Regions from separate parts of the Mus musculus genome. Here regions 1, 2, 3, 4, 5 and 6 are each linked to region 7. The links are chromatin contacts, called in public ChIA-PET, HiCAR-type, HiChIP or PLAC-seq, Micro-C and promoter capture Hi-C maps. All regions are on one chromosome and are shown on one strand. The core of a region is the stretch at or near the end of the contact, and the rest is flanking DNA. Distances in the headings are between cores, read along the strand shown.

Evidence for each region. Hi-C and Micro-C count contacts between places; a contact is called where the count stands out from the background. ChIA-PET counts read pairs in DNA pulled down with a chosen protein or histone mark. HiCAR-type assays count read pairs that join an accessible place to other places. HiChIP or PLAC-seq counts read pairs in DNA pulled down with a chosen protein or histone mark. Capture Hi-C pulls out chosen DNA fragments and counts their contacts.
Region 1: a contact with region 7 is called in a promoter capture Hi-C map of adipose tissue. The contact joins the promoter of Calu here to the promoter of Ahcyl2 in region 7. A contact is called at or near these places in 4 of 484 Hi-C or Micro-C datasets (CD4 T cells, embryonic stem cells and muscle stem cells), 1 of 115 datasets of contacts at active chromatin or transcription factors (memory CD8 T cells) and 2 of 9 other capture datasets (adipose tissue and liver).
Region 2: a contact with region 7 is called in a HiCAR-type map of embryonic stem cells, with 4 times the contacts expected there. The contact joins the enhancer-like site here to the promoter of Ahcyl2 in region 7. A contact is called at or near these places in 3 of 39 promoter capture datasets (3T3-L1-derived adipocytes, maxillary cranial neural crest and second pharyngeal arch cranial neural crest), 9 of 115 datasets of contacts at active chromatin or transcription factors (bone marrow-derived macrophages, embryonic stem cells, large pre-B cells and 2 more) and 1 of 9 other capture datasets (embryonic stem cells).
Region 3: an H3K27ac HiChIP or PLAC-seq map of embryonic stem cells shows a contact between it and region 7, with 3 times the contacts expected there. The contact joins the enhancer-like site here to the promoter of Ahcyl2 in region 7. A contact is called at or near these places in 9 of 39 promoter capture datasets (the 3T3-L1 cell line, the HPC-7 cell line, cranial neural crest and 5 more), 3 of 15 datasets of contacts at CTCF or cohesin (the NIH/3T3 cell line, embryonic stem cells and pro-B cells), 34 of 484 Hi-C or Micro-C datasets (the Ba/F3 cell line, CD4 T cells, CD8 T cells and 13 more), 28 of 115 datasets of contacts at active chromatin or transcription factors (the NIH/3T3 cell line, the SCID.adh cell line, T-cell acute lymphoblastic leukemia and 16 more) and 1 of 9 other capture datasets (embryonic stem cells).
Region 4: a contact with region 7 is called in an RNA polymerase II ChIA-PET map of memory CD8 T cells, with 8 read pairs. The contact joins the enhancer-like site here to the promoter of Ahcyl2 in region 7. A contact is called at or near these places in 8 of 39 promoter capture datasets (the 3T3-L1 cell line, 3T3-L1-derived adipocytes, the C10 cell line and 4 more), 13 of 484 Hi-C or Micro-C datasets (B cells, the G1E-ER4 cell line, the P5424 cell line and 5 more), 8 of 115 datasets of contacts at active chromatin or transcription factors (astrocytes, bone marrow-derived macrophages, embryonic limb bud and 5 more) and 1 of 9 other capture datasets (embryonic stem cells).
Region 5: a contact with region 7 is called in a Micro-C map of embryonic stem cells, with 7 times the contacts expected there. The contact joins the promoter of Mirc35hg here to the promoter of Ahcyl2 in region 7. A contact is called at or near these places in 9 of 39 promoter capture datasets (the C10 cell line, cranial neural crest, embryonic stem cells and 4 more), 3 of 484 Hi-C or Micro-C datasets (embryonic stem cells, muscle stem cells and stem cell-derived neural progenitor cells), 10 of 115 datasets of contacts at active chromatin or transcription factors (embryonic forebrain, embryonic limb bud, embryonic stem cells and 4 more) and 1 of 9 other capture datasets (adipose tissue).
Region 6: a promoter capture Hi-C map of liver shows a contact between it and region 7. The contact joins the promoter of Hilpda here to the promoter of Ahcyl2 in region 7. A contact is called at or near these places in 3 of 39 promoter capture datasets (3T3-L1-derived adipocytes, hippocampal neurons and pre-B cells), 2 of 115 datasets of contacts at active chromatin or transcription factors (bone marrow-derived macrophages and memory CD8 T cells) and 1 of 9 other capture datasets (liver).

The regions. Positions count from the first base shown.
Region 1 is chr6:29,346,223-29,349,466 of GRCm38.p6, reverse strand. Calu (calumenin) reads right to left here and starts at 1,361. Exons shown (of 7, transcript NM_007594.4): 1 at 1,259-1,361.
Region 2 is chr6:30,271,659-30,275,159 of GRCm38.p6, reverse strand. All of the region lies in intron 1 of Ube2h (ubiquitin-conjugating enzyme E2H), which reads left to right. Among named protein-coding and RNA genes, the nearest start is that of Ube2h, 31 kb to the left of the region's middle. Within about 2 kb of position 2,144, at least 17 of the 459 cell types and tissues checked have an H3K27ac peak or open chromatin away from gene starts, as enhancers often do. A contact at or near this core is called in embryonic stem cells, where this site is marked.
Region 3 is chr6:30,194,706-30,198,457 of GRCm38.p6, reverse strand. No RefSeq gene overlaps it. Among named protein-coding and RNA genes, the nearest start is that of Gm31221, 18 kb to the right of the region's middle. Within about 2 kb of position 2,142, at least 8 of the 459 cell types and tissues checked have an H3K27ac peak or open chromatin away from gene starts, as enhancers often do. A contact at or near this core is called in embryonic stem cells, where this site is marked.
Region 4 is chr6:30,225,096-30,228,804 of GRCm38.p6, reverse strand. The region is part of intron 5 of Ube2h (ubiquitin-conjugating enzyme E2H); the gene reads left to right. Among named protein-coding and RNA genes, the nearest start is that of Gm31221, 49 kb to the right of the region's middle. Within about 2 kb of position 1,619, at least 48 of the 459 cell types and tissues checked have an H3K27ac peak or open chromatin away from gene starts, as enhancers often do. A contact at or near this core is called in B cells, the P5424 cell line, Th1 cells and 2 more, where this site is marked.
Region 5 is chr6:30,172,758-30,176,057 of GRCm38.p6, reverse strand. Mirc35hg (microRNA cluster 35, host gene) reads left to right here and starts at 1,933. Exons shown (of 2, transcript NR_126540.1): 1 at 1,933-2,378.
Region 6 is chr6:29,270,870-29,274,213 of GRCm38.p6, reverse strand. Hilpda (hypoxia inducible lipid droplet associated) reads right to left here and starts at 1,588. Exons shown (of 2, transcript NM_023516.5): 1 at 1,404-1,588.
Region 7 is chr6:29,766,953-29,770,327 of GRCm38.p6, reverse strand. Ahcyl2 (S-adenosylhomocysteine hydrolase-like 2) reads right to left here and starts at 1,885. Exons shown (of 17, transcript NM_001171000.2): 1 at 1,422-1,885. The coding sequence starts at 1,790.

The DNA.
Region 1 (3,244 bases), core at 112-2,611, 420 kb after region 7:
TTGAGAATGACATTGAGAAGAATACACACATACTTTATATTTTTTATGAGCTCATGATTCCTTTTGAATCTTCAAAATATCCTGTTGGAGACCCCTGAAACACTGCCAAACTCATAGTCGGACCAGACAGACATAGTAATAGTAATAGGTATCTTACACACAAGTAATAGGTTCTCTCTGGTCCCACATTTGGACAGAAGAACACAAGTTCTTTAGCAGTGACTATTGCTCGATACTTAAATCTAACTGAATGAGGTCAAATATATACTTCTCCTGGGTCAGCTTTCAGGTATAGCAAAGAATAATTATCAGCCACTCCAGGTCACTCTACCTTCATGTTAAATTAAACTGGAGCGCTATCATTCCCAACTTATTAATGCTGACTTGATGGTTCATGACAGGAAGTGAATGCAATTCTTAAAAAACCCTGTTCCAAGGCTTTGAACGCTTAGGAATTTCGATCAAAGAACCAAAAGTCTTAGCAGATCCACTGATCTTTCCCACTCATGCAAAAGGAACTTTACAAAATGCAAACCACTCTTAATTACAGCAACTATCGCGAATTAAAATTAAGCTCACTTCTGTATACAGCATATCAAAAATCAGAACACTTGGGAATGACAAGCAAAAAACCCGTGATTACTTAAAGGTAATTAACTCCCTAATTAACACGTGAAAACTATTTCCATTAATGACAATATCCAGCCAAACATAGAAAACTGCGACGTTCTTTTCTAATTAACAAGAAGTTTTAAAAATAATGACATTATGTTTTCAATCGTTTTGTTCTCCATGTTCCTACACCCTGTAAGACAGCTAACACTTTCTTTCTTGGCACTTGCAACTCAATTCTCGGGATGTGGCCTTGGGGCGGGGTGGCAGCTCCCAAGAGTCCGGCGAGGTGGCAGGGAGCGGATACTAAAACTCTCTACCCAATTCTCTCCGACCTTCAGGAAACAAACAAAAGTGACCCTCTAGTCCCAGGGACACTGAGTGGAGGAACCCGGGGAGGAGATCAAGGACGCGCGAAACCAGGCACAAAAACGGTGCCCAGGAGGGCGCAGGGCCCGGGAGCTACAACCCTTTCCGCAGAGCTGCGGGACAGCAAGTCGGGGACCGCACTCTGAGGGCCAGAGTGGAGCCTCGGGCCCATCCCGGTGCACTGAGACCGGAGTGAGGACACCCACTACGAATGGGGAACAGGGCCGACGGACAGAATAAGAGCGAACCAGGACCCACCCAGCACCACAGAACTTACCTTTCCCGGGAGCTCCACGCCGCAGGATACCGTGGCTGCGGCTCACCCAGGGAGTGAGCTCCCGCGCACAAGCACCGCCCAACCGGAAGTGGTTAATGGCCCCGCCCCCATCCGACTTGTCGGGGGTCTTCACACCAATCCCCGGCACGATCACTGCTGACGTATGGCTTCTTCGTACGGCCATTGGTCTCACAATCGCGTGGCCGGGATTGGCTGGAAATCGCCACGTCCCCGCGAGCGCGCCGAGTTGCGTGGACCGGATTCCCGCCCAGCTCGGGTTGCCCAGCCCGTGGGGACTCTGAGTCCCAGCTCCTTGCTCTTGGGTGTGTGGGCGCGGCTCGCTGACCTTGGCCCACTGACCGCAACGACCTCATTTACGGCAGGCAACCCTGATTCCCTAGGCTTCTAGTGTAATTCCGATGGCTTTCTTCCTGCCTCCAAGCCCCTGGGGCCGGAATAGTCCCGCTGTAACGTCACCACCCACTGCGAATGAGCCCAACTTCTGGCTCTAGAGTCAGATCTACTGAGCAGCTCTCCGCCCCGCCAACACGCACCTTTCAGCTTCGATTCTCACCCACCATGCTCTTTCGCATCTCTGCCTAAACCATCATGATCCCGGCCTCCCCTAACAGCCTTACAGCCTTACATTTTACACCCATGTGGTCTTTGTCCACAAAGCGGCTTCCTCTGCCTGAAGTATGTTTTCTCGATTTTTCAGCTACTGAAAGCCATCAGTCATGAAACAGGTTGTCATCCTGGAATGTCTTAGGGGAAGCTGTAGTCGTGAAGTTGCCAGTGCTCAGTTAAGGTGTTAGTTTTAGGAATCTTTCCTGGTCAGTAAACAGATAATACGCATGTGCTTTCCTGGCAGTTTGCATTTTCAGTACGCAGCCAGATATTGTTTAATAACGGTGCTTGTCCTTATGTCTTCGATTAGACCAAGTGCCAAAATAAGATCTGCCTGACTTACACATCAGGAGCTCCCAGCTTACAGCCCAGGTCCAAGGAAATTCTCAGCAATACTAAGTGAACTGAATAGAAGAAACTGAATGGAAGAAACCCGTTGCGTTGAAGGCCCCTGATTTAAAAGAAACATAGGAAATTAGCAATTTGTTTTTTTGTTTGTTTGTTTGGAGGGGCGGGGGACAGGAGAGTTTGAACCCAGACTCTGTGCAGGATTCTAGTTGTCCATTCTACCACTGAACTATATAACCTTAGTAAACCCATCACCTACTCAATGCCATGAAATTAAAACATGTATTCATTGAGAGCTACTTTATTTTCTTTCTTTTTTTTAAAGATTTATTTATTATTATATGTAAATACACTGTAGCTGTCTTCAGACACTCCAGAAGAGGGAGTCAGATCTTGTTATGGATGATTGTGAGCCACCATGTGGTTGCTGGGATTTGAACTCTGGACCTTCGGAAGAGCAGTCGGGTGCTCTTACCCACTGAGCCATCTCACCAGCCTGAGAGCTACTTTATTTTCAACATGTATGAAATGAATAGCAAAGCCTCTAGAATTTAAGTCCAGTCAAAACAAAGACTAAGTTCATGAAAGACAATAAAGCAAATCAGTTTGCCCTAAGACAAGGAAAGTGTGCAATTACTGTTTGGAACATCCAAACCACCAACTCAAAATACAACTCTCATCTCAAAGAAAGTTTATTATGGAGCCAAATGTGAGTGACCATGACTAGGAACCCAGATTTCATGTACCAATGTAGTAACAGTTTGATGAAGTTTTTATAGTAATAGAACAAAGAAAATTACTTTTCAATTACGTTGATGGAAACATCAGAGAATGGGTTATAGCAAAGTGAAAAAAAACCTTCCGTATAACCCTCAGATAAATTATCTGATGATGCGCTTAGCTCTTGAGTTGTGAAAGCTAGTGGTCTGCTAAGCCATACATTCCAAAGGAAATTAGTGTTTTGTTTCTACAGTCCACATGACTTGCCTAATAAAGCTGTTAGGTCAGTTA
Region 2 (3,501 bases), core at 895-3,394, 500 kb before region 7:
TAAAGGCATGAGCCACCACTGCCCGCCTTAAAGTTACTTTCATAAGGCTCCTGTTAAAACCTGGGTCAGTGAGAGCTTGTGCTTTTCCACACTGTATCATGTGATATGACCTCAGAGTATATTGATGCAATATCTGATTGACAAGGATCTTTTCATTTCTGTATGGGCTGTCCTGTTCTCAGACCTGCTGTTTAAAAGTTGATCTGTGAGCTAGTATTTGCATTATAAACTCATTTTCTCCTGGCAGTAGGTGTCATACCTAGTGGATGCTTAATTGATAACTTCTTAAGCCAGTGACTCACCTGGGTTCTAAGATCTCAACTGAGTTCCAAGGAAAAAGGAAAGCAAGTGTGTGTTCCTACTAGTTTGCATGGTACACTCTTGCATGTCCTTCTTTCAGATGTTATCTCAGTGTAAGTATAAAGTCTGGGAGTGTGTGCAAAAACAGGACCAGCCAAGTCAGACTTGATTCTCCGACCACTCTCCAGGGGTCTGGAGGTAAGGCTTTTAATTTTAACTTAATTTGTAAAATGTATTGGTGTCCTTATGAGACAGCATTGGGGCTTAGATGAGACAAACAGGCCACAGGTGTTTAGAATGGTAGCTGAATTATTGGAAATAAGGGCAGTGGTGGGGTAGCTGTGGATGCTTCATGGACCAACACTGATTTGTAACAATAAAAAAATAAACAATAAAAAATTTATAAACAATAAACACTTAGGCTTTTTTTATTTTATAATGATGCTGATTGACTTAAATACTGTGTTTTCCAATCAGTTATAGGGGGTGGGCTGTTGAGGCGTGATCTCTCTGAATAGCCTTGGATGTCCTGGAACTCACTGTGTAGACCCAGATGGCCTTAAACTCAGAGATATGCCTGCCTCTGCCTCTCAAGTGCTGAGATTAAATATGTGTACCACTGTGCTTGGCCTTGTGTTTCCCAACTTTGAAAGTTTGCACTCTAAAACTTCAATTTTATATGGAAGTATACTTGGTTTATATTGAGTAATTTTAAAAAATTATTTGTGGGGTCGGTGGTGCGCGTGCCCCTATAGCAAAAGGACAGAGAACAACATTGTGAAGTTGGGTCTTTCTCTCCACCCTTATGGAATCCAGGGCTTGAATGAATGCAGGTAGCCACAGGCAAGCATTTATTCCACAGTCTGTACTCTTCTTCATGCTCCTGTTGTAGCAGCCTCACAGTGGAGGACTCTCTGTGCCTTGTTTGCTTCCTTCCAGTCTTCTGCTTTTTGCTACCAGGGCAATACTGTTTTGGGTCTGTGTCTGTGTCTGTCTGTCTGTCTCTCTCCTCCCTCCCTCTCTCCCTCCCTGCCTCTTCCTGCTTTTAAAGCTTTGAATTTATGGGCATTGCAAAGATTAAATATATATGCCACCACACTGGGGTTCGTTTTCTCTCTCTTGTTCTCTCTCTCTCTCTCTCTCTCTCTCTCTTCTCCTTCCTTCCTTCCTTTCTTCCTTCCTTCCTTCCCTCCCCTCCCTCCTCTCCTTCCCCTCCCTTCCCCTTCCCCTTCCCCCCTCCCTTTCTTTCCTTGACAATTCTGCTATGTAGGCCAGATTAACCTAGAACCTGGTGTGATTCCAGGCTGGTGTCAAACTCACTGAAACATTCTTGTGTCTTGTCTCCTCAGAGCTGGGGTTAGAGGCTTGCACCAGCACACCTAGCTTGGAGCTACTCTTTATACAAGGCTTATCTATCAGCTTCTCCCCAGAATTCATTTTCCTCCCAAACAAAGATAAGCTTGTCTTCCTCTGTACTGGAATCAGAGGTGAGTCAGATGCTTTTCTGAGGGTGCCTAGGGATCTGGTCTTCTTGTTTCCAGACTGAGCATCTTCCCAGCCCTGTATACCCTACCCTCCTTTTTGAGACAGGGTCTCGTGTAGCCCAGACTGCTCTTGAAGATGACCTTGAACTCCTGCTGCCTTCACTTCCCACATATTGGGATCCAAGGCATGCCACTACCAAGTCATGCAAGTGCCACAGTTATTTTTGTACGCAGATCGGTCTTCCCCTTTTCAAGTCATTTGCCCCCTGACCTTTTCTCCCTGTGCCATGTATTACATAGCTCTGATCTTTCTTCCTTTGTCTTCCCATCTGAAAGAGAAGGGCTTCATTTGCATAGAGGTTCCAGTGATAGAGGGAGGCATTAGTGTCTCAGTTCAGAACTCTGAGTACATTGGTTTTCTAGCAGAGAGAGTGATGTGGGTGAGGATTAATATCTCAGATTGAGAAAGTGCATGCCAGATACATGCCAGCGTCAGTTTACATTGACCTTTGTTACGGGGAATTATATTCTGAGTTCTAAAGAAGGGACTTCACTTTTGAAATAAACTTGTTGGGGAAGGACTGGGGGACTCTGACCTCTGTAGCCCACACCTCAGGAGTGCTCTAATGGAGACTTTGCCTGACTGTGGGCTGGAAAGAGGGCATGCCCTGCCCTCCTCAGGAGGCAGCTGAGCCAGAGGCAGTCCAGTAGTTCTTTTGTATTTGGAAATACTCCTTGGTTTGGAGACTGGGCTTGTGCAGATACTTAAGCGGGTGCCTCCAACAAACAAACGTGATTATTCTTCAGCGATTACGCCGTAATCTGCATAACAAGAGAACTATTTTACTTTAGAAATGTTGAAGCTGTTAAGGCAGAGTTGATCTTTTCAGAGCAGGGTTCCTACAGAAAACCTTCTGACTCTACTGTGGTGCAGCTGGCGTGAAAGGCGAACGAACATTCCTGTAATAGGCTCTTGTAATTTCCTTTTAGTTTTTGTTTTCGAGACAGGTTCTATGTAGTCCTGGCTATTCTGGAACCCCATGGGTAAACCAGGCTGGCTTTGAACTTAGAACCACCTGCCGCTGTCTCCCCTAGTATTGGAATTAAAGGTATGTGCCACCATGCCCAGCCTTGCAATTTACTTTTAATGCAGAGAAAGTAGGAATTTTTGGACATAATCATCTCTGGTTGGTATTCTAGAAAAATGATACAACAGCTGGATTGAAAGACATAAAGGTTTTCTTCTTATTCAATGACTTTTTCTCCCTTTCTTTCTTTTTCCAAGACTGGAGTCTCTCTGCATTATCCCACTGGACTAGAACTCGCTATTTAGACCAGGCTGCCCTGGACAGAGATCTGTCTCTTGAGTACTGGGATTAAAGACATATTACCACCCTTCTGTAATTCTGAGAACTATAAAATAAGTTTTTACATCTTAGGCTTAAAAAAATTTTTAAGTATTTTATGTGTAAGGGTGTTTTGCCTGTGTGGGTTTGTCTAAGTGTCACTTGAGTGCCTAGTGCCCTGAAAGGCCAGAAGTTGGCATTTGTATCCCTTAGGACTGAAGTTAGGGATTGTTGTGGGCTACCCTGTGGATGCTAGGAATTGAAGCAGGGTCCTCTGGAAGAACAGTTTGTGCTATGTACCCCTGAGCCATCTCTCCAGCCCCCATCTCACAGTGTTTAGACTATCATCTACTGATGGTAAAAGAATGCTC
Region 3 (3,752 bases), core at 893-3,392, 430 kb before region 7:
AATCAGTCAGGTGGGTGGATGTCAGAAAAGAAAAAGGAAAAGAAAAAGAAAAAGAAAAAGAAAAAGAAAAAGGAAAAGGAAAAGGAAAAGGAAAAGGAAAGGAAGGAGAAAAGGAAAAAGAAACAGAAACGGAAAATGGGCAGCTAGGTGGTGGTGGTGAGTGGCTCTAATCCCAGAGAGCCTCAGAACCAGGGTAGGAAGTGAATTCTTAGCCCCAAGCCTTGAAATTCGAATGTGGCTGAGGCAAAGGCAGTGACAGCCAGGCTGGGTCCCAGGCCATCACAGGCAGGGCAGTTAACTGGGGTTGCCTTTGGGGTGCAGGGAAGATGACCTTGGCTGGAACCAGGAAGAAGGAGCTTCGACAAGAGGCCTTCTAGACACATCGCACTTTTACCCTGACCCAGAGTCTCAGCTCCCATCGCTTGGAGTGACATCTGCTTGTCACCATCCGCTTGTCTCCCTGCCGTCAGTCTCCTGGCTCTAGCTGGGATCTGGGCAGCACCAAGGACTACGCAAGGTAGAGCAGGGCCAGCACCGAGCTCCGTCCTCACTCCTGGGGACATGGAGACAGGTCGGAGGCTGAAACTTGAGGCCCTTGTAAAAATTCCAACTAGAGAAGAGCACTCTGGTCTTCCCGCACCTGATACCCCATGTCATAGTCTCCTTTTTAAAGTTATAACGGAATATCTGAAACTGGAACATAGATAATTTTTATGTCCCTGAAAGTCATCATCAGGCTTAGCAGCAAGCATCTTGCCAACCCGAGAGGTCTGGTTTGAACTGTAGTTCTGCAGGCTTGAAGTCCAAGATCCAGTAGGTGAATGTGAGGAGACAGCCGGACAGCACGTGAGGAAGGCAGGTCCAGCCTGCTTCCCAACAACTTGCTTTCCAGGCCTGAAGATAATTAATCTCACTAATTGGGTTTTAAAGCACCCCCCCCCCCCCACAATGTCACCCTCAGGGCAATCAAAAAGGCTGGGGTGCAGCCCGAAGGTGGGACATTTGTCTTCCATGCACAAGGTCTTGGGTCTGCCCAATTTGTACCCCACTTTCTCAGTGTTTCAGGCTGCCCCCATATCTCACTCTCTCCACCTAGGATGTGCCCCACCCCCACCTCAGAGTTTCCCTTCCACTCTGGCCTCTCCATTCCCTCACCCAGGGCCTAATTCCTGAGGGCATTTATCTTCAGTGTGCGATGTGGTCATGTAAGGATGCTCTATCTGCTTGGGGAGAATTACAAGGGCTCCTAGGAAAAACACGTTTTGGTACCTAAGGGTAGCTGTAGGTTTAGAGATAGCCTGGGACTCCAAGGGACATCCAAAGCTGTTGCAGGAGTAGGGATTACAAGGTGTATCCAGGGGGAGGGATGGGGCAAATCCCCTGCCCAGAAAGGGGAGAGGAGCTGCTTGCAGTCCCGGGTCAGACGCATATCATCATCTCAGGTGCTGGAGTGAAGCCCCTGCCATCTTTCCCAGAATCCTCTCTTCTTCCAGGCCAGCTTGGTTAGTACGCCCCTAGCACCTGACTTCAGAGAGGGCCTAACATAGACCTGATCACTTCCGGCGAGGAGAGGGAGGCCCTGTCCAAAACCAAACCAAACCAAACCAAACCAAACCAAAACAAAACAAAAAACCAAAACAAAACAAAAAACCCACTTTGCATGCCAGTAAAGGTGTCCTGAGAGACTTCCGGGATAATTTCCAGACATTTCCGGTCCAGGAACCACTATAACAGGTGACCATATGAACAGTCAATGCTCAGAGTTTGATGAAGCCCCTGTTTGCATTTCTGTTCGTTTTGAGGGAGAGGGGAGGTATTTGGTGGCCCCACCAATGTAGAGTGGAGTCTGGGGGCATGAGCGTCTGAGTTCAGATTACCACCTTACTCTGGAAAGAGGGCACAGGGCCAGCAGGATCGGTGGCCATTACTAATTCATGTGCTCACGGAAGCCAAGTGACCATCTCGGCCTCCGCAACTGGGCCCCCAAGAAGGTCCTGGAGACATGCAGAGTCTAGAGTTGGCCCAAAGCCCACAATCATTTCTGGCCCCAGCAACAACCTGGAAAATAACCAGCCCAGGGATTGGGAGCTCAGACCTAGAGGAAGAGGAGGAGCCAGAAAGAAGCCCCGCCCAGTGCTTTTCCTTTGCCAACCCTGTGACTCACGTGTCACACCCCCACCCCAGGCAGAGGTAGGGGTGGGGAGCCTCCCAGGGCACATGTGTGCCCAGATGCCTCCCTGCGCTCTGATACCATTAACATTTGAATCTCACTTTTGCAAGGGAAATGACCGGTGTTCTGGCCCCTGCCTCCACCCTGGACATCCCGCAGTGTCCTGCCTCTCTGTTTTCTTTCAAGATAAGTGGAGGGCAAGGTGTTCCCTGGTCCTTAGGTACCAGCCTTTCCTGGGCTGGGCCTCAGTCCCCTCACGGCTCACGGATGCCTTTGTGTTTGATGGTCTGTCGGCCTTGCTGCATAAATGTATATACGGTGATCGAAAAGACATTGAGGCCACCATCGTTCCTACTGCCCCGTGTCACTTGTCATTCACAGATGGTCCTAGAGTGACGCAAGGCCAGACAGAACTCCCTCAAGATCACAGGCCTGGCTCTTTCCACAGGCTCATGTCCTGCCCCATGAATAATTTGCAACCGGCTGGCAGGGCAGCCAGTCAGTCATCCACCACATCTCTCTTCTCGACTTTCTGGAACGACAACTCTCCTCTGCTCTGACTGCTGTGGCCCACATTCCTGGGAGCTGAGGGGACACATGGTGGGAATGTGTAGCCTGTTGCTTCTTCTGCTGGAAGGACCACTGTCAGACAAGAGCCCCGCCCTGCCTTCCTGATTACAGTCTCATTCTCAAAATCATTCATTCGGGTCCGACCCAAATACAAATACGACATGAGGATACACACATGCATGAGGCCTTGTGTTCAGCCTCCAACACACACACACACACACACACACACACACACACACACGCGCGCGCGCGCGCTTGACACACTCATACACTCACACGTATATACTCATACACGCTCATACACACACACTCACACACATACACACACTCACACACATACACTTACATACTCTCACACATAATACACATTCACACGTATACATACACTCACACATACACACTCTCACACACTCACTCACACATTTACACTCACATATATACACATATTCACACACTTTTGCACACACACATCCTTTCAGAAGCAAGTCTGACAATCCTCTGAAGAAGCAGGTGAGGAAGCTCTGACACACCAACAGCAGGGAACATGCCCAAGGGGGTTTCCTATTTCTTCTTCCTTCTTCTTCTTCCTCTTCTTCCTCTTCCTTTTCTTCCTCTTCTTCTGTTTTTTTTTTTTAATTTTTATTTGTTTTTTTTGAGACAGGGTTTCTCTGTGTAACCCTGGCTGTCCTGGAACTCACTCTTGTAGACCAGGCTGGCCTCGAACTCAGAAATCCTCCTGCCTCTGCCTCCCAAGTGCTGGGATTAAAGGTGTGTCCCACACCCCAGGTGGAGAGTTTTATTTTACTTTATTTAATTTATTTATTTGTTTGTTTTTCGAGACAGGGTTTCTCTGTGTAGTCCTGGCTGTCCTGGAACTCACTTTGTAGACCAGGCCGGCCTCGAACTCAGAAATCCGCCTGCCTCTGCCTCCCTAGTGCTGGGATTAAAGGCGTGCGCCACCACGCCTGGCTCCAGGTTGCTTTCTAAATACTCTTTGGCACTGAAAGGGTCC
Region 4 (3,709 bases), core at 370-2,869, 460 kb before region 7:
CATCTCTGAGTTCCAGGACAGCCAGGGCTACATAGTCTACACAGGGCTACACCCTGCCTCGAAAACAAAAGAAACAGAAAACTCCTTTCTGAGGACTGGGCTCTTACTTTTTATTTCTTATAGCCAAAGCAGCTTATAAAAGAAAGCATTTAATTGGGACTTGCTCCAGTTTCTGAGGATGAGTCCATTCCTCTCATGGTAGTAGGCGTGGCCTGGAACCACAGTGTGGAGCTTACTGAGCCACTGACTCCTCCCCTCGCCTCTATGCAGGTGGTAGGCAGGCAGAGAGGGAGGCAAGCCCTCCTCCAGACACACCTTCTAATGCTTCCTAAACTGCCCACCGCTAGGAACCATAGTCATTCCAACCACCAGCGGCCAAGGACAAGGGTGCTCAGTGAAACCCTTCCTTCTTCAGAAGGGAATGGATTTTCACAAAACTAATTTTATGCATGTCAAATCTAATAAAACTAGAAATATGAAGGAACTATATCAAAGATTTTATAGTTATCAGCATATCTATTGCTTTAATATTATAAGACAGTGGGCTTCCAGAGTGTATATACAAAGCTAATTCTTTGGGGGAGATAGGTGAAACAAAGTCTTACTTTGTAGCCTTGACTTGTTTGGAACTCAACTATATAGACCAGGCTGACCTCAAACTCTGCTTCTGAACGCTGGGATTGTGCTACCACATGTGGCTTGCAAGCTAATGCTTACATTACAAATACTCTGAAATCACAGTAAGTTTGTTTGGTGCACGCACAGCCGGAGGATGGACAGTAGGACAAACTGGGGGTGGGCGGCGGGTCCTGAGAGTGTAGACAGGGCTCTTGGGAGGTCAGACTACAACCTCAGATGCTGTTTCTCAGATACCTTGAACTGTTTGTTTGAGACAGGGCTTCTCAGTGGTATAGAATATCACCAATTGGCAAAGCTAGTTGTCTGTCAAGCTCCAGGGACCTGCCCAGCTCTGCAGTTATCTCCCCAGCACTGGGATGACAAGTGTGTGCCCCTGGCTTTTTCATGAATTCTGAGGATTCAAACTCCCAGGTCTTAATGCTTAAGAGGCAAGCATCCCCCTTACTGAGCCAGCCTTCACAATAATTCTGAAAAGCAAAGAATTTGCAAGTAAAAGTCCCTGTAATGATGGCTAATTGTGGTTTCAAATTCCTAGAGGTCCCACTGCCTCCGGGCCAGAGCCAGGAGCTCTGGTGCCCAGAAGCTGATGATCTGCACCCGGGACTGCTGTGCACTCCCCATTACAGGTGTGCCTCAGCACGTCTGTAACAGTGGGTCAGCAGTGATGAAACCGGAAGGAAGAACCAATGTTCAAGGGTTCTTTTATTGTTTGAAGCAAGCACATTGACAGAGGTACTTAAAAGTAGTAGAAAAGTTTATTAGATCTTTTTCTAGAATACGAGCACTCCCCTGGTTATGTAATAGGCAGTCTACAGTGTTTCTCTAGCCCCAAAGCCCTTCTGAGTGTCAGAGAACAAAACCTATACTTTATTTTTAAAAGGTTTTTGTTGTTGTTGGGTGGGAACAGTCAGTAGTAATCTTTGTCAGCAGCACCTGTCATAAACCACATGAGCAGCGTGAGCTGTTTCCTCCCTGGGGACTTGACAAGAAGCAAAAAGTAGCCGCAGAGTCAGTGTGGACCTTTTAGTGTTTAATGCCCACTCTGCTAGAAAGGGAAGCTGCAGAGAGACAGCCTGTCCCTGGGCACAGCATGGTAAATAAGCTCAGCAATAGGTAACCTCTGTAGGCCTCTGGGTTTTTGAGGTTTTTGGTTTTTTTTTTTTTTTTAAGATATATTTATTTTATGTATGTGAGTACACTACCACTCTCTTAAGACATACCAGAAGAGGGCATCAGATCCCATTACAGACACTTTTGCTATCTAGGAATAACTTGCTTTGCCCCACTGAAACTACAATTAGCCATCATTTCAGGGACTTGTACTTGCAAATTCTCTACTTTTCAGATGTTAAATCATGCACCACCATGTAACTGCAGGGAATTGAACTCAGGACCTCTGGAAAAGCAGTCAGTGTTTTTAACCACTGAGCCATCTCTCCAGCCCTGAGCTTCCATTTCTTTATGTGTGGATGGACTTGGTGGTAACCACCTCTGGTTGAAGTGAAGCGCTCAGCAAAGCTCAAAGTGTGTCTGGCCAAACTGGACATGGTGGCCCATGCCTATAATTCCAGCCTGTTGGGGGCAAGAAGGGTGAGGCAGAAGGATCAAGAATTTGAAGCCATGGCTGGCGAGATGGCTCAGCGAGTAAGAGCGCTGACTGCTCTTCTGAAGGTTCTGGGCTTAAATCCCAGCAACCACATGGTGGCTCACAACCACCCATAATGAGGTCTGACACCCTCTTCTGGTGTGTCTAAAGACAGCTACAGTGGACAGTAGACAAGAGCAAGTAGAGTTGGCCTGGTGAGCCGAGACGACCGGGAGAAGCAGGGGTCCTAAAAATTCAGTTCCCAGCAAACACATGAAGGCTCACAACCATCTGTACAGCTACAGTGTACTCACACGAGAGGGGGGCGGGGGAGGGAGAGAGAGAATGAATGAATGAATTTGAGATTTGAGGCCGGCTTGGAGTACACAGCAAGATTTTGGCTTGTGGCTCCTGGGATGTGTTAGTGGGACACTGCTGTTACTATCTTACCTCTTAATTAGAACTGTTGCTAATTCCCCCTGCTTTGGCTTATGGTTTGCACAACTATTTCTATTCTTCATCTTGTACGTGTAGGTGAGTATGTGTAAGTTCAAGTGCCCTGAGGGGCGCTTCATCCCCTGAGCTGGAGTAACAGACAGATATGAGCCGCCTGATGTTGGTGCGTCTGGTTGAACTCCGGTCCTCTGCAAGAACCCTTGACCACTAAGCCACCCTTTCTCCTCGTAATGTAGTCACTGTTTGCCATTTTTAACCCATTGTCTGTCTGGGGTTTTGTTTGTTTTTATTTTGTTTTAGTTTTTTTGAAACAGTCTTCTGTGTAGTCTTGGCTTCCTGGAACTCAGTTCCAGTGCTTGCCTCAAACTCATAGAGATCCCCCTGCCTCTGTGTTCGCAGTGCTGAGATCAAAAGCGTGTATGACTATGCACAGTGCCTAACCCATTGTCATACTTGATTCATTCTCCCCAGAATTAAATTGGGAAAGCAAAGAAAAAGCAATATTTTTTTGTTGTTGTTCTTGGTTTTTTTGGTCTTTGGTTTGGGTTATTGCTGTTGTTGTTGTTGTTGTTCTTGGCTGGGAAATAGGTCTCATTGCATAATCCAGCTGTCTCATACTCGAGCATCCTTGCGTCCGTCCGCATCCCATGTGCCGAGATTACAGAAGTGTACCAGTAAGTCCTGGCCTACTTCCCATGTTTTATTAGATATACCACCCAAGTGCTAGGCTCACAGGTGTGTGGTGACGATGCACCGCGTCAGGTATGGGGTGCTAGGGGTCAAACCCACAGTTTAGTGCATGCTAGGCAAACACAAATTGAGCCACCTTCCCAGACCCTTGACATGCCTTAAAGATACTGTTAGCTGGGCTTGGTGCTCACACCTGGAAAGACCAAGGGAGGAGAATCAACACTAGTCTGAGGAATATGTTGCTTCTAGATTTTAAAAATTATAAATGAGGAAATTGTTAAGAGAAATTGTTTTGTTTGCCTTTTTGTTAAAACATTTAGCACTGGGGTCCTGATATGG
Region 5 (3,300 bases), core at 684-3,183, 410 kb before region 7:
GACCTTGCGGGTGCAATTTCACGGCCCCTCCTAGAGTGAGGCTGGGGGGTCTCAGGGTGAGAAGGGAGCTGCGCGGGCAGCAAGCGACGCTGGCTCTTGGGCGGGGGCTGTCTCGACTTTCAACAGAGCATTTAAGAAAGGTAGAAACCGGATCCATCTCACCCGCGCCCCCGCCCTTCGAGTCCGACGGCGGGACCCCGCAGCCGAGCGGCTAGCTTTCCGTTCTGCGGTGTCTGGTTCTCGACAGCAGGTGAATGGGCCCAGGCGAGGCGCGGGGGGGCGGGGCGTACGCTATAAAGGGGCGCGGCAGGACTAGGGGGTCACTCGCAGCCGGTGTGGCCTGCGCGTCCGAGCACACAGAGCTGTGACCGCCTGGTGCCGGACAGGCCTAGGGACCAGGTAGGGCGTGAGTGGAGATGCCGGCCGGCAGTGAGGTTCAGGGCCACAGGGATGGAAAGGGAAGGAGGCGGGACAGGGAGGGTTAATGTAGAGTCACCACACCCCCCTGAGGTCTGTCGGGTCGTGCCCTGCTCTTCCTGTTCGGTTCTGGTGCATCACGTCCCATCCCCAACTGTGCTGGGAGAGGGACAAGCGGGTCCTGGCCTTCCTGCCTTGGGGTGGGTCTTGCCTCCGGAGCCATCTGTCTGTAACATCCATGGCTGAAGCAGGTCTTGCCCAGGAGCTGAGTATCTAGAAGGGTTCGTATCTGCAGCGTCATTCTCGGACCCTGGCAGACAGCAGGGGAGGGAGGAATCCAGGGGCTCGGTTCCCCTAATCCATTTACTTCGCTTGAGCTCAAGGTTTTCAGTCTCAGCGCAAGGGCCCTTTAGTTTGGTGGGAACATCAGCTAAGCCCCACCCCACCCCCACACCCGGTTTTAGAGGCTTCTAGGCGGTCAGACCTGCCCGGATTCATTGGGAGAACTAGGAGCTAAAAGGGAGGAAGGCGGATTAACGTTTTATTTTAATCTGGTTTTGAACTGTGGTTGCCGTCTGGGGCAGCCGGGCGCGGCAGGGAATGGGAGGGCGCTCAAAGCAGGGGAGGGGGATGTGCGCACTCTCTGGTCTCAGGATGCTGGGGAGAAGGAAGAGGCCACTTCAAACGAGACAGCTAGGGTGTACCTTAACTCTGCTCCTCCCCAGAGGCTCCGGGGTGGCATCCTAGCTAAGAAGGTTCCGAGGGATCTAATCCCCGTCCTCGTTCCAGATGGCCCCGCCCCCTCCCGGGGGAGCCACTGCGGCAGTGGAGGGGCAGGAAGGGAGATGGGAAGGGGTCTGGGGGTGGCTTCCCTTCCCCTCCCCCTTCCGGGACAGGCGGTCTTTGTTCCCTGCGGCGGCGGCGGCCAGACACCTGTGAGGCTTCAGGGCTAGGCAAAGGTGGGTTAGGACGAGTGGCGAGCCTCTGGTGCCCACTCCAACTCTCTACCTTCGGGCCAGGGTGCTCCCACCGAGGCAGAACAGACTGTGGCCAGTTCTCCGGCTGCAGAGTACCGTCTAGTGTGGTCCCACAGTACTCCTGGCCTCCAAACGCACTTCCCCTCCCCCAGCCCAGAGTCGGATTTCCAAGTTTGCTGTGCTACACACACCTTGGCTAGCAAGGGGTTCAGAGGGAGGTGGGATGGTAGGGCATCGGGGCACACCTCGGCCGGCGGCACCCCAGCCCAAGGTAGGAGGCTAGAACAGCGAGTGGGCAGCGGGACCCCTTAGGGGCCAAACCCAGCTGGGTTCGGCGAACAGGCGGGGCTCGCGACGTATCCGCAGTCCCGGTCGGGCGTGCCCTACGACGCGCACCAACCGGAGCAACATTCAAGGTGAATCATCTTCGGTCCGCCTCCCGTCCCTCCCCCGCCCCACAGCACCTGAGCCAATGGCGCGGCGCGGGGGGCGGGCGGGGCGCTGGGGGCGGTAAAACCCTCCCGGAGTCATTATCTCTGCACTCCGTCGAGCCCCCGGGTCTCGGCGCCGGAGCCTGCTAGCCTCCTTCCTTGAACACGATCGTCACACCTGGTGCACCCCTTTCGTCTGCCTCTGGGGCTCGGTGACCATTCAGCCCTACCCCGCCTGCTGCGTGGAAGAGGCTCCTCCTCAGGTGGCTCGGCCGGGGCCTTCCCCTGCAGACCTGTCACCCGACACCCAGGAAGCGCGCGGCCCCATCCCGGCTCCTCTTTGTTCCCCCGCTGGGCTCCGCGCTCCGGCGCCACCTCCTCCCGCCAAGGTCCTGGTGATTTGGGGCGCCGCTCTCGGCTCAACCTGGGCACGCCTCAAGTTCTGTCCATTGGGCCCGCTCCAAACGAGGGCCCTTTTTTTGCCTAGTTCCTCGGGTGTGGACTCGGAGCAGAGCTGGGAGGCGGCGGTGAGCCCAGCCCGGAGCCGGCGCAGGTGAGTGTGCGGGGCGGGGCCGGGCGGAGCCAGTGCTGGGCCAGGGAGAAGGTGGAGCGGGTGCCGGAGGGCCAACAGTTCTAGCACCCAGTTTTGTGGGCGGCCGGAGGGGCAAGCAGAGGCCACGTCGTGGCTGTGGCCTTCGGGGATGACGCGGCACTGTGAATTCCTGACTTCCTTGGCCTTTTGGCGGGGATGCCGGCGAGGTGCCAGGGGACGGGGCCCTCAGTACCATGTGCACCGCATCCAGTGCGGTTCCCGGGGCGGGAAGAAAGCGGGGGGCATTTTGAGCCTAGGTTGGGTTTGGCTCGGTGCCTGATGCTGCCCGCCCTAATGTCGCCTCCCGGAGGAATTCGGCTGGGGTCCCGGGAGTTTCGCCGCCCTGTTGGGCCTGGGAGGAAGTGCAAGGCCGGGAGGCTGGCCGCGACGCGGGCTGGGGAGCGTTCCTGCGTCGAGCTGGTTTCTCCAGCCCCTTCTCAGGGTTTCACTGCAGGTTGGTTATCGCTTCCGTGGCCCGGAGCCTGCCCCGCCCAGTCCCCTGGGAAAAGCTGGTCCAAGAACTCAGCTTGCCTTCCTTCTGTATCCTCCGGCCTGGAGCAAGCGGATACCAGTTCTGAGTCCGAACCAATTCGGTTAGCAAGGGCTGCTCCCAGGTCCCCAGAATCCTGCCCCCGGAACATGTCTCGGATGTTTTACTAGTCGGTGTATCCAATAGTTACCGGCAGTGGCGATGCAGCCCAGGCATCAGGGATCGCTCAGTTCTGCGGAGCCCTACAGGCTGAGCCCTTCCTTCATCCTTGGCACCCCTACACTAAGTAGAAAGATCTGCTAGCGCAAGGGATGCAATTCTGATTAGGAGATTAGGGACAGAGATGGGGGGCGGGTGCCCTATTGGGCGCCGTCTCTGTCAGAGATAGTTAGG
Region 6 (3,344 bases), core at 339-2,838, 500 kb after region 7:
TACAGAGGACCAGCCGACACACGGCAGTTCACAACCATCTGTAACTCCAGTCCCAGGGAATCTGAAGTCCTTTTTTTGGCCTCTACACACACCCATGATGCACAGCAAACAGGATACAAAACATGAAGGCAAAATGCCTCCATGAATGTATATGTGTGTGTATTTCATGTATATATATAAAATACAAGAAAATGATAGGTGTGGCTGGTGGTGCATACTTGAGTTACACAGTGAGTTAAAACTATCATGGGCAACTTAGTGAGACCCTGACTCAAAAAGTAAAATGTGGAGCAGGGCAATGGTGGTGCACGCCTTTAATCCCAGCACTTGGGAGGCAGAGGCAGGAGGATTTCTGAGTTAGAGGCTAGTCTGGTCTACAGAGTGCGTTCCAGGACAGCCAGGGCTACATAGAGAAACCCTGCCTCGAAAAAAAAAAAAAAGTGAGCTGAAATATAACTCAGTGGTATATAGAGTGCTTGCCCACCCTAGCATAGTGCCCCAAGAATAAGAAATAGGGATATGTCCTAGAGCAAACAACCTGTCTAAGTTTCTCCTGTATCATACATCCAAGTTGATTACAAACTTTTTTGCCTCCAGAGACATGGTTTCTTTGTGTAGCTCAGGCTGTCCTAGAACTAGCTCTGTACGGCTGGCCTCGAACTCACGGAGATCCTCCATGCTTCTACCTCTTAAGGGCTGCGATTAAAGGTGTCCGCGGGCCTCCGCGGGCCGCCACCGCCGCGCCGCCACCACCACCTCCAGGGGATTTATAAACTTCTTGAATATAATATCGTCAATATAAACGATAAGGGTGACAAAAGCCTGTAATCCCAGCTATGAAGGAGGCTGAGGCAGAAGGAATGCATGTTTAAGGTTTGCCCGAGCTATAGAGAATGCAAAGCTAATTTGGAAGATTTAGTGAAGCCTTGTCTCAAAAGTAAACATAAGGGGCTGGTAGGTAATGCACCCCAGTGAGTGGTATAAGCTGTATCTAGCACATACAAGATTCTAGGTTCAATTCGGAGTACCACAAAACAAAAAGTAGCAAACAGAAAATAGCAAAGAGTCAAATCTAGTTAATTTATCCAAACATCTTTGAATGCTTTTAAATAGCTCAGGCACTCTGAAAGGTACTCTGGGCCACATGGTCGTCCTACAGACAAGAACTCAGCCTTCAAAGGGGCAGTTACTACACAACACTCTAAAGCGGTGACAGGAAGGGAAGGCTAAGGTACTTTGGTGAAACCTGGTGGGCAAACAAAGGTGGCCCATGGAGTTCATAGATTGGGCGACGCAGAGAGAGCCGGTGGAGGCAAAGCCCTGACTCGAACGCAAGTAGCCCGACCGATGGGACAAGGGATCCATGTCTCGGCCTCCGGCCTGGGGGGTCCTGGGCCAGTTACCTCAGAAGGAAAAGTTGAGAGACGGCTGCTCACAGTCACACCAGGTCGTGCAGGAGTAAGGAAGAAGGTCGGCTGAGTCGCAACGTGGAAGCTCCACGCAGGCACTGCTCTGGATAGAAATAAGCCCCAAAGACAAACGGACCTCCCAAAGCCCCGCCCCTTCTGGGCGAGGCTCCTCGGAGACTGCGCACGCGTACCGAACCTGCACGAGCTCGCCCTGGGGCACGTCCGCTGGCCATCCAGCCCTGCGTCAGCAGCGTCGCCGCAGAGTTCTCGGGGAGTCACGGAAAGCACGCGGCTCGCGGTTGATTCACTGCAGTCCAGAGTGAACAGCATGAGGTTCAGCCTCACCGGCCGCCTTCTAGAAGATCAGGAGCCAAAAGGCGCCTTTACCCCCTCCCCCATTGCTGGATGCAGTACTTGAAGTGACGCCCGGGCAGTGTGGGAAGGCCCCGCAGGAGTTCCTTCCTTCCGCCCTCCTTTTCTTTTCTTTTTTTTTTTTTTTTAAAGATTTATTTATTATTATATGTAAGTACACTGTAGCTGTCTTCAGACACACCAGAAGAGGGAGTCAGATCTTGTTACGGATGGTTGTGAGCCACCATGTGGTTGCTGGGATTTGAACTCTGGACCTTCGGAAGAGCAGTCGGGTGCTCTTACCCACTGAGCCATCTCACCAGCCCTTCTTTTCTTTTCTTCTCTTCTCTTCTCTTCTCTTCTCTTCTCTTCTCTTCTCTTCTCTTCTCTTCTCTTCTCTTCTCTTCTCTTCTCTTCTCTTCTCTTCTCTTCTCTTCTCTTCTCTTCTCCTCTCCTCTCCTCTCCTCTCCTCTCCTCTCCTCTCCTCTTCCTTTTCTCCTCTCCTCTCCTCTCCTCTCCTCTCTTCTCTTCCTTTTCTCCTCTCCTCTCCTCTCCTCTCCTCTCCTCTCCTCTCCTCTCCTCTCCTCTCCTCTCCTCTCCTCTCCTCTCCTCTCCTCTCCTCTCTTCTCTTCCTTTTCTCCTCTTCTCTTCTCTTCTCTCTCTCTCTCTCTCTCTCTCTCTCTCTCTCTCTCTCTCTCTCTCTCTCTCTCTCTCTCTCTCTCTCCCCCTCCCTCCCTCCCTCCCTCCCTCCCTTCCTTCCTTTGTTTTTTGAGTCAGGTTCTTGTAGTGTACCTGCGACTGTTCTCGAGCCCTCCCGAATGAAAGTAAAATATTTGTCCTGGCTTTGGTCTCGGCTTTTTACGGCGTTTGGACGGATCGCCTTGCCTTCAGTGGCTCCGGTACCCCGGGAGGGCATTGGATTTTAGATTATTTTTTTTTCTTTAAAAATAAGCTATTTTCTTTTAAAGTTGCCTTTTGCTTGAACTAGAGAGGGAGGAGGTCATGGTCTAGATTTCATACCTGGAAACTGACCTGCCTTACCAGTCACCTGCCGGCTCCAACCAACGCAAAGGAGAGGTGCTGACCCAAAGGGGGAATCTCAGAAAAGATTCCTGGGACAAGCCCTCAAGTGGGGAAAGCCCTCAAGAATTAGGGGCAGGTCTAAGTGAACACGATAGTTACTACAAGGAGGGGGGGGGTTGGTGTGCGTTCTCATGACTTCCAGGATGAGTCAATGAACCCTTGGGAGAGCCAATTCGATGTGTGGGAGAAGCCCTCGCCTCTAAACTAAACGGAATTAAAGGGAGGAAGCAAACTTCCGCTGTGACCTTTCCCCTACTTTTCAGGACATCGCATCTGTCACAGAGGGTGGGGGATGTACCTAGAAGAAGAGAGACGTGCTGGCAAGCACAGGAGGTGGAAATCAGTGTTCTGAGCAACTCATATCAGTTCAGTTTATGATTATACTGAAAAGTGTAAATACAGACACTGGGTAAAGTGTCTGTGCCCCCTTTACCCAGAATTCCACTTCTGGGAGTCATCCCTCAGGTAAACTCCCTCCTGTGGAGTAAGGACTCCAGCACT
Region 7 (3,375 bases), core at 636-3,135:
ACTTCACTCTAAAAGTAAATTGTTAAACATTTTACCCTTAAAAGAACTAAATTACAAACTTTAGGGAAAAAAAAAAAACAGTCACAAGAAAAAGATTTGGCCAAAGCTACAAACCATCTTAACAAGTGAGAAATAGGCTTTGGATTTCCTAATTTTGACCTAAGTACTTCCAGCACTAGCCCAGGCTGCATCTTTTAAGTGTAATTCCTCCATTTAACTATAATTGCATGGAGAGGGGAGGACAACACACCAAACTGCAAAGGACACAGCATGCCCTAAAGCACTGTTAAATTCCTTCAGTCTTGCCTCTGACATCATTTAGCACTACCAAATGAAAAAGTTAACTGCCCTAAGTCATGAGGTAATTACAACAAAATGTTTTGCTGGAGCCAAGGTTCACCTAAACTCTACATAGTAAACCCAATGTACACTTCATATCTTTTTTTACTGTTGTTCTGACGGAACAAAATGCACCCATTATAATGGGAAAAAACGTAAATCATTGTGTTCATACTGTTCCCAAGAAATGAAAGCCACATTTTTTTTTAGATGATCCACAGATCTTGTCTTTTACCTCTTGTGCTGACATCAATAAATGGGAGAAAAAACGAGGGGAGTGGGTAAAGGGTATAGCCAATATATAAATAATTCGGGGGTACCATCATTACACGTTTCTATTTATGAAGGAAGCCGACAGCCCCAAACGATTACTTTCCTCAAAGTAGCAAGCATTTCTTCCTAACACTTTCTGCTCACGATAAAGATATGAATAAAATAAGCATTCTCTTCAGGTACAATCTGGTAATCCTAGAGACCAGCCCTCTTCAGGGTGAATGAAGCATCTTTCCATTACCGGTCTACAATCGCAGTACAAGAGAATTGCAATGGCTAGAAAGGAAGGGCACAGATCAGTACTACCCTGTGGAGAGCTGTTGGCCACAGAAAGGCAGAAAGTCATCATCTGTACAGAAGCCAGGCAACTCAGAGGGTTTCCCGAGCTCTCATGAGAGAGAGCTAACTACAGCTTCCTCGTTCTCCAAGGAAAAAGATCTTGCTATCCTTATCGCTGGAGGGAAGGTTTTTCTATGCCACCGAACAGTCCGGAAAATTACACGCGGGAGTGTGCTGGAGGCGCCGGGTGTAGTAGTAGGTGCTTCTCCTCCCCCTGCCTCGTTCAAGTAGTAGTGAAGGGCGCTACCTCCATGTTATTAGTAAAGTACGCCCGTGGTACCTAGAGGCTTCGCTTCGCAGCGGAGCACCGGGTGGCGGCCGCTCTAAGAGCGGGTTCAAGGGTGGGAGAAGACTCTCGGCTCCACGATCTAGAGGGTGTGGAACCGGGTGCCGCCGTGCCCTGAAGGGCCGCCACTCCCGTGCCCGCCCTCCCCGCCTCTCCGAGAAGCGAGGCAGCCCGACCCCAGTACCTTCTTGACCGTGCGCGGCGCCTCGGTGACCGTGCCGTCGGGGCTGACCAAGGCCTCGCCGCCGTCGCGATGCCGCTGGTGCTGGTGATGAGGGTCGCTCCGCTTCATGGCGGACGCTTGAGGGACCTTCCCGGCCGCAGGGCTCAGAGCCGCGGTGGGCCCCGAGCCCGGGCCGGGGGCCGGGGGCCGCTCCGCCGCGGGAGCCGGAGCTGGAGCCTCTGGGTCCCCGCCACCCGCTGGGGGTACCATGGCGCCCACGGCCGCCGCGCTCAGTCCCAACTGGGGCTCCGCCTCGGAGGGGCTCAGATCCTTCAGCTCCACCTCAGGCACCTTGGCGGCTGCCGCTGCTGACACAACCTGCACCGACATCACCGCCTCCACTGCAACCGCCGACTCTGACTCTCGCACCAGCTCCCACTCGGCCCCGCCTCCCGCCTCCCTTCCCCTTCCCTCCCCCATACCCCCACTCCTCCCCTCCATCGCCTCCGCTCCCACCCCCTTCCTCCGCCCGCCCGCTCGCTCGCCGCCAGCCCGGCCTCTCGAGCCTCGCCCCACCCCTGTCTGACTCACGCGCGAGGCGCCACAGAACCTGTAGTGCGCTTGCTCCGGGTTGCACGCGACTAGAAGACCGTGGGACCTCAGCAACCAACTTGCACTGCGCTCGCCTCGCGGGGGGGTGGGTGGGGGATAGGCCGCAGAGTCCCCTGGGAGTTGTAGTCCTTTCGTCCCTCCTCCGGAAAGTAGTTTTTGATGGAGAGGGAACTCCCAGGACAGCGACTAACAGAAAAGTATAAAAACGGATGACGCGACGGAATAGATGAGGAGAATGTCTCCAGAGGGGTTGTGGTTTCCGGAAAGGAATGCCAGAAACCCCAGGGAAAGTGGGGGGCAAGAATGACTCGCTCCCCTGACGGCGTGAATTTCCTCCGGAGTGTGCGCATGTGTGCTATCACGTGGGCGGCCTTTAAAGGAAAAGCGGCAGGTCAGGTGAGATGAATTCCGGCTCCAGGCTAGAAGGCATGGGGTTTCTCCATTCCGTTCCGAGCCTTTCTTCAGTGGGTTGGTTTCTAGAAGAAAAGAAATAAGCCATTTCCTGCTGTCATGCTTTCTGGCGTACTCTTGAATTAAGTAACTAAAATCAAATCCCCAAAGAAAGAAATCTCGTCAGGGTATGGTGGAGTACGCAGTAATAATTTGAACATCTGAAGTGTATGCGTCACCAGTGATAATAGTTCGAGGCCAGCTGAGCTATGAAGCAAGGCCCTGTCTTTAAAAAAAAAAAAAAAAAAGTTAATTCTACCGCACACATGTAATTAAAGGACCAGAAAAGAACTGGGAATCTACCCTGGGCCCTCTAAATGAGCAACAAATTCAATTAACTTTTGACCAGATCACCAGCTGCCAGTTTTATTTTTAATAACAAAAATAAAATAAAATTGCGTACCATTTGGTCATAGTGGTAAGCCCAACACTCAGGAGACAGAGACCTGAGAATCAGAAATGTGTTGAGGTTAGCTTTGACTGCTTAGCCAAAGCCTGTCACAAAAAGAAGAAACTTACCTGAAAGTAATGTTCTACTGATGATAGAATTTTTTTTCTTTTAAGAAGAGTTCTCCAATAGTCTTTTAATGATAAAAGGAAATAAATGCTTATAATTTTAAAAATCAGACTAAAAGCCAGGCGGTGGTGGCATAAGCCTTTAATCCCAGCACTTGGGAGGCAGAGGCAGGCAGCCTGGTCTACAGAGCAATTTCCAGGACAGCCAGGACTACACAGAGATACCCTGGCGGGGAAGGGGAAGGGGCATATAACAACATCAAGATGGCTTATCAGTTAAGAGCATCTGCTGCTCTTCCAGAGGTCTGGAGTTCAAGTCCCAGCAACCACATGGTGGCTCACAACCAACTATAGTGGTGATCTGATGCCCTCTTCTGACCTGCAGATGTACAAGCAG